Regions from separate parts of the Oryctolagus cuniculus genome. Here region 1 is linked to region 2. A link is a contact called in public Micro-C data. All regions are on one chromosome and are shown on one strand. The core of a region is the stretch at or near the end of the contact, and the rest is flanking DNA. Distances in the headings are between cores, read along the strand shown.

Region 1 (3,822 bases), core at 731-3,230, 570 kb before region 2:
AAAAAAAAAAAAAAAAAAGTGTACAGCTGCCAGCCCTGGCTGAAGGGTCTCCCAAACGAACTCGCCCTGATCCGTGTGCCACTGGAATGCTGATAGCAAAATAGCATCTTGTCTAGAGCAGGCTGATAACTAGTGCGAAGGCCACACCCTAGAACAATACCCAGCATTTCATATGGAATAAAGACATTTTATGAGTGAATGAAAAAAAAAATTGAGTAAGAGAGAGGAGGAGACAATGCCCATATTTAAAAGCTTCCACTCCTTCATCACCCTTGGATGCGAGCTCAACTCGCTGCAATGACCTACAAGACCCCACGTGACCTTGGCTGTGACGCCTCTCATTTTTGCTCACTCAGTGCTCACACTGACCTCCTGGCCCTGGACAAGCCAACCTATCTGCCTTTGCCTGTGTCAGAAAGGCTCTTCCCCCAGATCTTCCCACGGGTGACTGCCTCACGTCCATCTGTCTAACTCATCTTCTGACAGCAGCTGCCACCAACTACCCCCCCCCGCCAACGCCTGCAATGGACCCTTTGTTTTCGTATGGAGCACTTAGCACTTTATGAAGTTAAGCTTGGATATTTATTTGTTTATTTTCTATCCCCTCTCCAAATAATAAGCTCCTTGGGAATTAGGACTTTATCTTACTCACTACACCCTTAGCTCCTAAGCCATGGCCAGTAGGGTATCAATACATATTGGTTGAATAAATAAATGGAAGAACACATTTCCTGCGAGGTCTTTCATCATGATCTAATTAATCACCTTTTGCACAAGACGCAGGTATACCCCCAAACCTCGTGAAGATCCTGAAAGGTAAGGTAAGAACAAATTCACCATGTGGGAGAATTCTCAAGAATGTCATGGGCAGGTATGTGTCAAAGAGTGGAGGTCTACCCAGTGAATCTTAGCCTGAGTTCCAAATGATCTCAGGAGGGGTGTGGCCAGAGGAGTTCCCATAAACCAAATCACCATTAAGGGTCTGAAATAACAGAAATTCGTTTGTTATCGTTCTGAGGGCCACAAGGACCAAACCAAGGTGCCCGCATGGCAGCATCCTCTCCAGGGGCCCCCCCAGCTTCTGTGGCTGCTGGCGTCGCTGGCCCTGTGGCTGTATCACTCCAACCTCTGCCTCCGTCCTCACGTGGCTTTCTCCTTTGTGATTCTGTCCTCTGCTGTCTCTGTCAAATACCCCTCTGCCTCTTATAGGCATACTTGTCATTAGATCTAGGGGCCATTTTCCATGTGATCTCATTTCTCAAGATCCTTAACTTTGGGGTGGATCTTAGATGAATTAAGATACTGCATGAGATGCCGGCATCCACACCAGAGGGCCTGGGTTCGAGTCCTGACTCCACTTCTGCTTCTAGCTTCCTGCCTGATGTGCATCTGAGAGGTAGCCGGCGATGGCTCAAATCCTTGGGTCCTTGCCACCCATGTGGGAGACCTGAATTGAGTTCCCAGCTCCTGGCTTCAGTGTAACCGAAACCTAGCTTTTATGGACATTTGAGGAGTGAACCAGTGAATGGAAAATCCATCTCTGACATTTTCTGCATTTCAAATGTATGAAAGAAATAAAAATAAACAAAACTGAACTTCTTCCAAATATTAATAAACAATCTTTAATTTTATCCCTGAAAAGATTCTTTTTCTAAATATGATAACATTCACAGTTTCTGGGGATTAGGTCATGGGCAGGAGGCAGACAAATCTTCTGGGGTCTCACCCTTCAACCCCATCCGTATTACTCATTATTTGATAAAGCTGACATAATTATCTATCTTTCTAATGTTTCCCGGGCTTCAAGTTGTGTAACCCAAAGAATATAGCCTCCACCTTACGAGTCTCTAATAAAAAGTGTTTGATGTCAACCATGCCTAATTTAATGTTATCATTTAACGTGCATTTTTTTTTCTAGGACCTGATTCAAGAGGCTCTGAAGAATAGCAACTGCCATTAGGAATGTCTAGTGTTCCAGAATGACCAACACTATTTCTAGCAGCTTCCATCTTGCCATCATTGACATGTTAATACTTGTGGTCAGAATCCAACCATCTGATGGGAGTGAGATTTCCATTAATATGTCCAAAACAGGCCTGCTCCATGTTCCCAAAGACCTGCCTCTGCAAACCACGGTCTTAGATATTTCGCAAAACTCCATATCTGCGCTTCAGACAGCAGATGTCCAATCACTCTCAAACCTGAGGATTTTGATAATTTCTCACAACAGAATCCGATATCTCGATTTCAGTGTGTTCAAATACAACCAGGAATTGGAATACTTGGATGTGTCCCACAATGAGCTGTGGAAGATTTCTTGCCACCCTAGTGTGAACTTCAAGCACTTAGACCTCTCGTTTAATGCGTTTGATGCTCTGCCCATATGCAAACAATTTGGCAACATGTCTCAGCTGAAATTCCTGGGGCTGAGTGCAAGCCAGTTACAAAAATCCAGCGTGCAGCCAATCGCTCATTTGAATATCAGTAAGGTTTTGTTGGTCTTAGGAGACCATTATGGGGAAAAAGAAGAGCCTGACGTGCTTCGAGACTTTAACACAGAGAGTTTGCATATTGTTTTCCCCTCCAAAAAGGAATTCAGCTTCCTGTTGGATGTGGCAGCCAGCCCTGCAGCAAGTCTGGAGTTGTCTAATATTAACTGCGTGCTACATGACAACGAAAGTTCTTTCTTCCTAAACGTTCTGTCAAAACTTCGAAAGAATCCAAGGTTATCAAATTTTACCTTACACAACATTGAAACGACTTGGAAGTCTTTCCTTAGGATCCTCCAGTTGGTTTGGCCCTCAACCATAGAGTATTTCTCAATTTCAAATGTGAATGTTCAGGGTCCACTTGACTTCATAGATTTTAATTATTCTAACACTTCCATAAAGGCCTTGTCTATAAACCAATTTTCCAGTAGTACGCTCAGTCTTTCCCAAGGTAACATCTACAAAATTTTGTCAAATATGAACATCCAAAATTTCACAGTGTCTGGGACACGTATGATCCATATGCTTTGTCCGCTCCAAATTAGCCCATTTTTGCATTTGGATTTTTCCAACAACCTCTTGACGGACACGATTTTTCAAAACTGTGGAACCTTAACTGAGTTAAAGACATTTAATCTGCAGAGGAATCAATTAAAGGACCTCACAAACTTAATTCATATGACCACGAAGATGAAGTCTCTACAACAGTTGGATGCTAGCCAAAATTCACTAAGAAATGATGAAAACGAGGTAGACTGTTCCTGGACTGGAAGTTTATTAAATTTAAATTTGTCTTCCAATGCACTTACGGACTCTGTTTTCAGATGTTTACCTCCCAAGGTCAAGGTGCTTGATCTCCACAATAACAGAATAACGGCCATTCCTAAAGATGTCACCCACCTGGAGGCTTTGCAAGAACTCAATGTTGCTCTCAACTCCCTCGTGGACCTCCCTGGGTGTGGCCCCTTCAGCAGCCTCTCTCTGCTGATCATTGAGCACAACGCAGTGTCCCACCCATCAGCTCGTTTCTTCCAGAGCTGCCAGAAGATTACGTCAATAAAAGCGGGAAGCAATCCATTCCACTGTACATGCGAGCTAAGAGAGTTCATCAAAAGTATGGGCCAGCTATCGAGTGAGGTGGCGGAGGGCTGGCCTGATTCCTATAAGTGTGCCTACCCAGAAGGCTACAAGGGAACCCTGCTCAAGGACTTTCATGTATCTCAGTTATCCTGCAACATAGCCCTGCTGATGGTCACCATTGGGGCCACCGTGCTGGTGGTGGCTGCTTCCGTGACCTGCCTCTGCGTCTACCTGGACGTGCCCTGGTATCTGA
Region 2 (4,051 bases), core at 1,127-3,626:
GAAAGCGAGGCTTGGACAGGCACTCATGTGCTGGTGAGACAGAGCCCAGCGATACCTCCAGCGGCAGCCATAGCCAGGCCAGTGGCAGGGTTCCCGCTCTTCTTCCAAGCCCAGTCCTACAGTCCTCCTCCCCAAGCCACCTGGCAGGCACTGCTCCAGGCAGACCCCCAGGCCTGGCCCTTCCTTCTTTGCACTGCTCTCTGGTTGGCCCCCCAACACCCACCCCACCATGTTCAGAGCACACAGAGGAGAGACAACTGACCGGGGGACTTTAGAGGCGAGGAAGTGGCTGCTTCAGAGGCCAAAACCTTCTCCATGACTCTGCCATTAGCCATTAGCGAGGACCCAAAAGGGAAGGAAGAGAGCTGAATTCCAGGCCAGGCGTGACTTTTCTGTGACCCTACACAGTCAGTCAGACTCGGCTCCCTCCCACTGGGATGAAATTCACAGGACTTCCGATAAACTCTGCCAGCCCTGCTGGTGCCCCCAGCACATCTCAGACACCGGAAAGCCAGCTCACAGGAGGCAGGCCTCGCCGGCTGGTGTTTGCTCCTCAGGAAAGGCCTCTGAGGAAGCCCCAGGCCTCAACACAGCTGGGGTTGCTAGCCAGTCTGACTGGCCAGAATCGATATGAAAATATTCAACAGCGAAGTGACTGTGCCAGGTTCCGCCCACTGAGGCCTCACTCGGCTTTGGTTCCTGCTGGTGGCATGGCCTTGCCTGCAGCGCTTCCTCCCACTCCCACTGCCCCTCAGAAAGGCACAAGGCCCACCAGCCCCTCTCGCCACTTTTTGGGGGGCTCTCCTCAAGGGGACAAAGCTCTCACTTCACTACAGCCCCTCCATATATAGAAACTGCAGCGTCACCCAACTACAGGTGACAATGGAGTTAGGACCAAGATGGCTGCATCTTCTCCCCCGTGTCGTCACTCCCCAAACAATACAGTGAAACAACTGTCCACACCACATTTACACTGTATGGGGTGTTCTAGCGTATTCCACTATAACAAAATGCATCAGGGGTTAGAGACGGCAAAATATACAGGAGGATTGTGTAGGTTACGTGCAAATATCGCAGTTTTGATTTGGGTATCCATGAGGGTGCACCACGGGTACTTTTGTAAGAATATGAACCATGTATCAAGTGTTGCTGCCAGCCAGGCCCTTCCTTTTAAGCTTAACCCTCATGCCTGCGTCCCACTTTAAAGCACTTGGGTTCAAGGACCAGCTTCATTCCCAATACCAGCTTCCTGCAAATCAGCGTACCGGAAGACGGCATGTGATGGCTCCAGAGGCTGGGTCCCTGCCACCCACGTTGGAGACCTGGATGGACTGGATTCCAGGCGCCTGGCTTTGGCCTGGCCCAACCCTAGCTGTCCTGGACCTCTGGGGAGTGAACCAGCAGACGGGACACTTCTCTGCGTTTCTCTCTCTTTCCTCTCTCTGCCTTTCAAACAAACACATTCATTCAATGGTTTTTACACATTCTCTTCACCACAATTCTAAAAATTAGCAGTTTTTACTCTGTTTTCTAGAGGAGAAAACAGACTTGAAGGCTTTTGGAAGTACAGCCACCTTTTCGGCATCGGGGCTGGGGCTGCGGGCTGGGGCCATCTGACCTGCGGCACTCTCATCACCCTGGAGTTCCCGGTGTTGAAGCTGATGACCCACGGATGCTCTGACTGAGCACAGTAGCAAGGGGATTGCGTACAAAGGGCAGGAGCGTCACCAGCAGGGCAGAGTTGTGAACCCTCAGTCTGAATCCCCCCATTGCCTCCAGCTCTTCTGCCCTCTCCCCACCTTGGATAGGCACTGAGCCAACTTTCCTTGGTCTCCTCCACCTACCCAGCCCTGCGCTGGGGCACTGGCACGTCTGAGGACATATGTGACAGCTGACACTCACCCCAATCACGCCCATAGCTGACTTCTTGATGGATTCTACTCTGGGCTCTAGAATCAGACCAAACTGCAGAATTCTTCTGGACACAGCCCCTGGAGCAGCCACTGCCTCTCAGCGTTGTCTGGGGACGAAGCCTATTCATCATCACTGGCATAACAAGGGATCAGGAGAATGCAGCTTCCCTTTCCTCCTGTCCTTCCTGCCTGACTTCCCTGGTATTTCTGGGATGGATGGATGGATGGATGGATGCGGAAATGGGGTTCTCACCCTATGGACCCGCCCACATGGGTATCACACCCAATTCTGCTGACTTCGCTCAGTGCCAATGACTCCTTGCAAAACTTGCCGTTCACATGAAGCACGCTCTCTGGTGTGTGTTCCAGGAACTGGCGAGATTCACGGGTCATCCCAAGGCCGTGGAGGATCTTCGGTGTCAGCACTTCATTTCTCGCTCGGTCTCATTTCCTCCCCCTCTAACATATGCCTGAGCTTAAAAACAGCCTTTCACCCCACACTTCCCTCTTCTTTTTAAAGCTCGAGCTGACAAGAGAAGTTTCTTCTCCACTGACATTTTTTTTTTTCTATCAAGGAGGAAATACAGTCCCACCGTGGAGCATGTAGGAATGACTTATGGTCAAAAACTCCTTTGTGTCTCTGGAACCCTTAGATACCCGGAGTTTCTGAATCACTGCCTGATTTAGCTGTGGGCTATAGAGCAAGTTTCCTCAAGGCCCCCGCAGAAGCCCTGCCTTTTGATTTTAAACCAATCTAGCTACAGTGATATCTGCATATTCCTTCCTTAGCAAAACATTACTCAGTGTTCAAAAGGAAGGAAATGGCAAAAAACTTGATTCAAGAAAGTTTGAAGAGGAATAAAATAGCTCTTATGGAGCAACATTTCAGCAATCTGAGTATGAGTAAATCAAAAGCAGATGCGTTGTTTGCTGCTAAAACACGCTTTTGTTTCCCCAGAAAGGAAAAAAAATTACAAGGGAAAAATATTTTGTATAAAATGGCATCTGTTGGGGGCCGGCACTGTGGCGTAGTGGGTAAAGCTGCCGCCCACAGTGCCAGCATCCCATATGGGCACCAGTTCAAGTCCTTGGCTGCTCCACTTCTGATCCAGCTCTCCGCTATGGCCCCTGCAGCCACAAGAGACTTGGAAGAAGCTCCTGGCTCCTGGCTTCGGATCGGTGCAGTCCAGCCATTGTGGCCATCTGGGGAGTGAACCAGCAGATGGAAGACCTCTCTCTCTCTCTCTCTCTCTCTCTCTCTGCCTTTGCCTCTGCAGCTCTGTAACTCTGCCTTTCAAATAAAATAAATAAATCTTTTTTAAAAATGGCATATGTTGGAAAATCACTGGAGATTTCTATGAAACCCAAAGTATGACAGGGATGGCTGAGACCTGGTTGCTAATATCTTGGAACTGGTTGGGGGTGTAAAATTAGATTATAAAATGGTTGTATCATTTGTCACTTCAAGATGGAAACGCTACACTGCTGTGTTTCTAAAGGAGAAAAACACCATATTGAGGTGTAGCAGATGAGGTTTTGTTTCATTCTTTGCTTTGACAGTAGTTGCAATTTTATTTTCTTTCACTGACCTCACAGACTATGAAAGGCCAAAGTACATAGGATAAGACTGGGTCCTGGAGTCAGACTCCACCCCACTAGTGATGGGATCTTGGGCAGGTTCACTGCCCTCTCTGTGTCCCAGTCTCCTCACCCAGCAAGAACAACAGTAGTTGGAGCACCTACCACCCAGGTAGGGCACTGAGAGTAACGCCTGGTGCCCAGGAAATCTCCACAATGCTAGCTGGCAGGACTCTTCGTTCTGCCAGCAATGTGCTGCCACTGGACAACTCTCGGGGTCCCACCCCTCTAAAAACTGGCAAGCCCTTAGCTGGATGGGCAGAGAAAGAGAAAGGAGAGCCAATAACTAAAATCAGGAAACAAAAGTGGAGGCATTACTACCGACCTCAGATAAATAGAAAGGATTGCAAGAGATTCCAATGAATGATTGTACACTGACAAATTACACATCCTGGATGTAATCACGATTCCTAAAAACACAGAAATGACCTAACCTGAACCCAGGAAGAAACAGAAAATCACAGATGTGTGACAAATAGAGAGATTGGATCAGGAATCAA

The links. Hi-C and Micro-C count contacts between places; a contact is called where the count stands out from the background.
Region 1: a Micro-C map of ear pinna shows a contact between it and region 2, with 4 times the contacts expected there. The contact joins the promoter of TLR1 here to the enhancer-like site in region 2. A contact is called at or near these places in 2 of 6 Hi-C or Micro-C datasets (ear pinna and an unstated tissue).

What each region holds. Positions count from the first base shown.
Region 1 is chr2:32,777,345-32,781,166 of mOryCun1.1, reverse strand. TLR1 (toll like receptor 1) reads left to right here and starts at 1,980. Exons shown (of 1, transcript NM_001329082.1): 1 at 1,980-3,822. The coding sequence starts at 1,980.
Region 2 is chr2:32,212,051-32,216,101 of mOryCun1.1, reverse strand. No RefSeq gene overlaps it. Among named protein-coding and RNA genes, the nearest start is that of TBC1D1, 270 kb to the right of the region's middle. Within about 2 kb of position 2,376, at least 1 of the 8 cell types and tissues checked has an H3K27ac peak or open chromatin away from gene starts, as enhancers often do.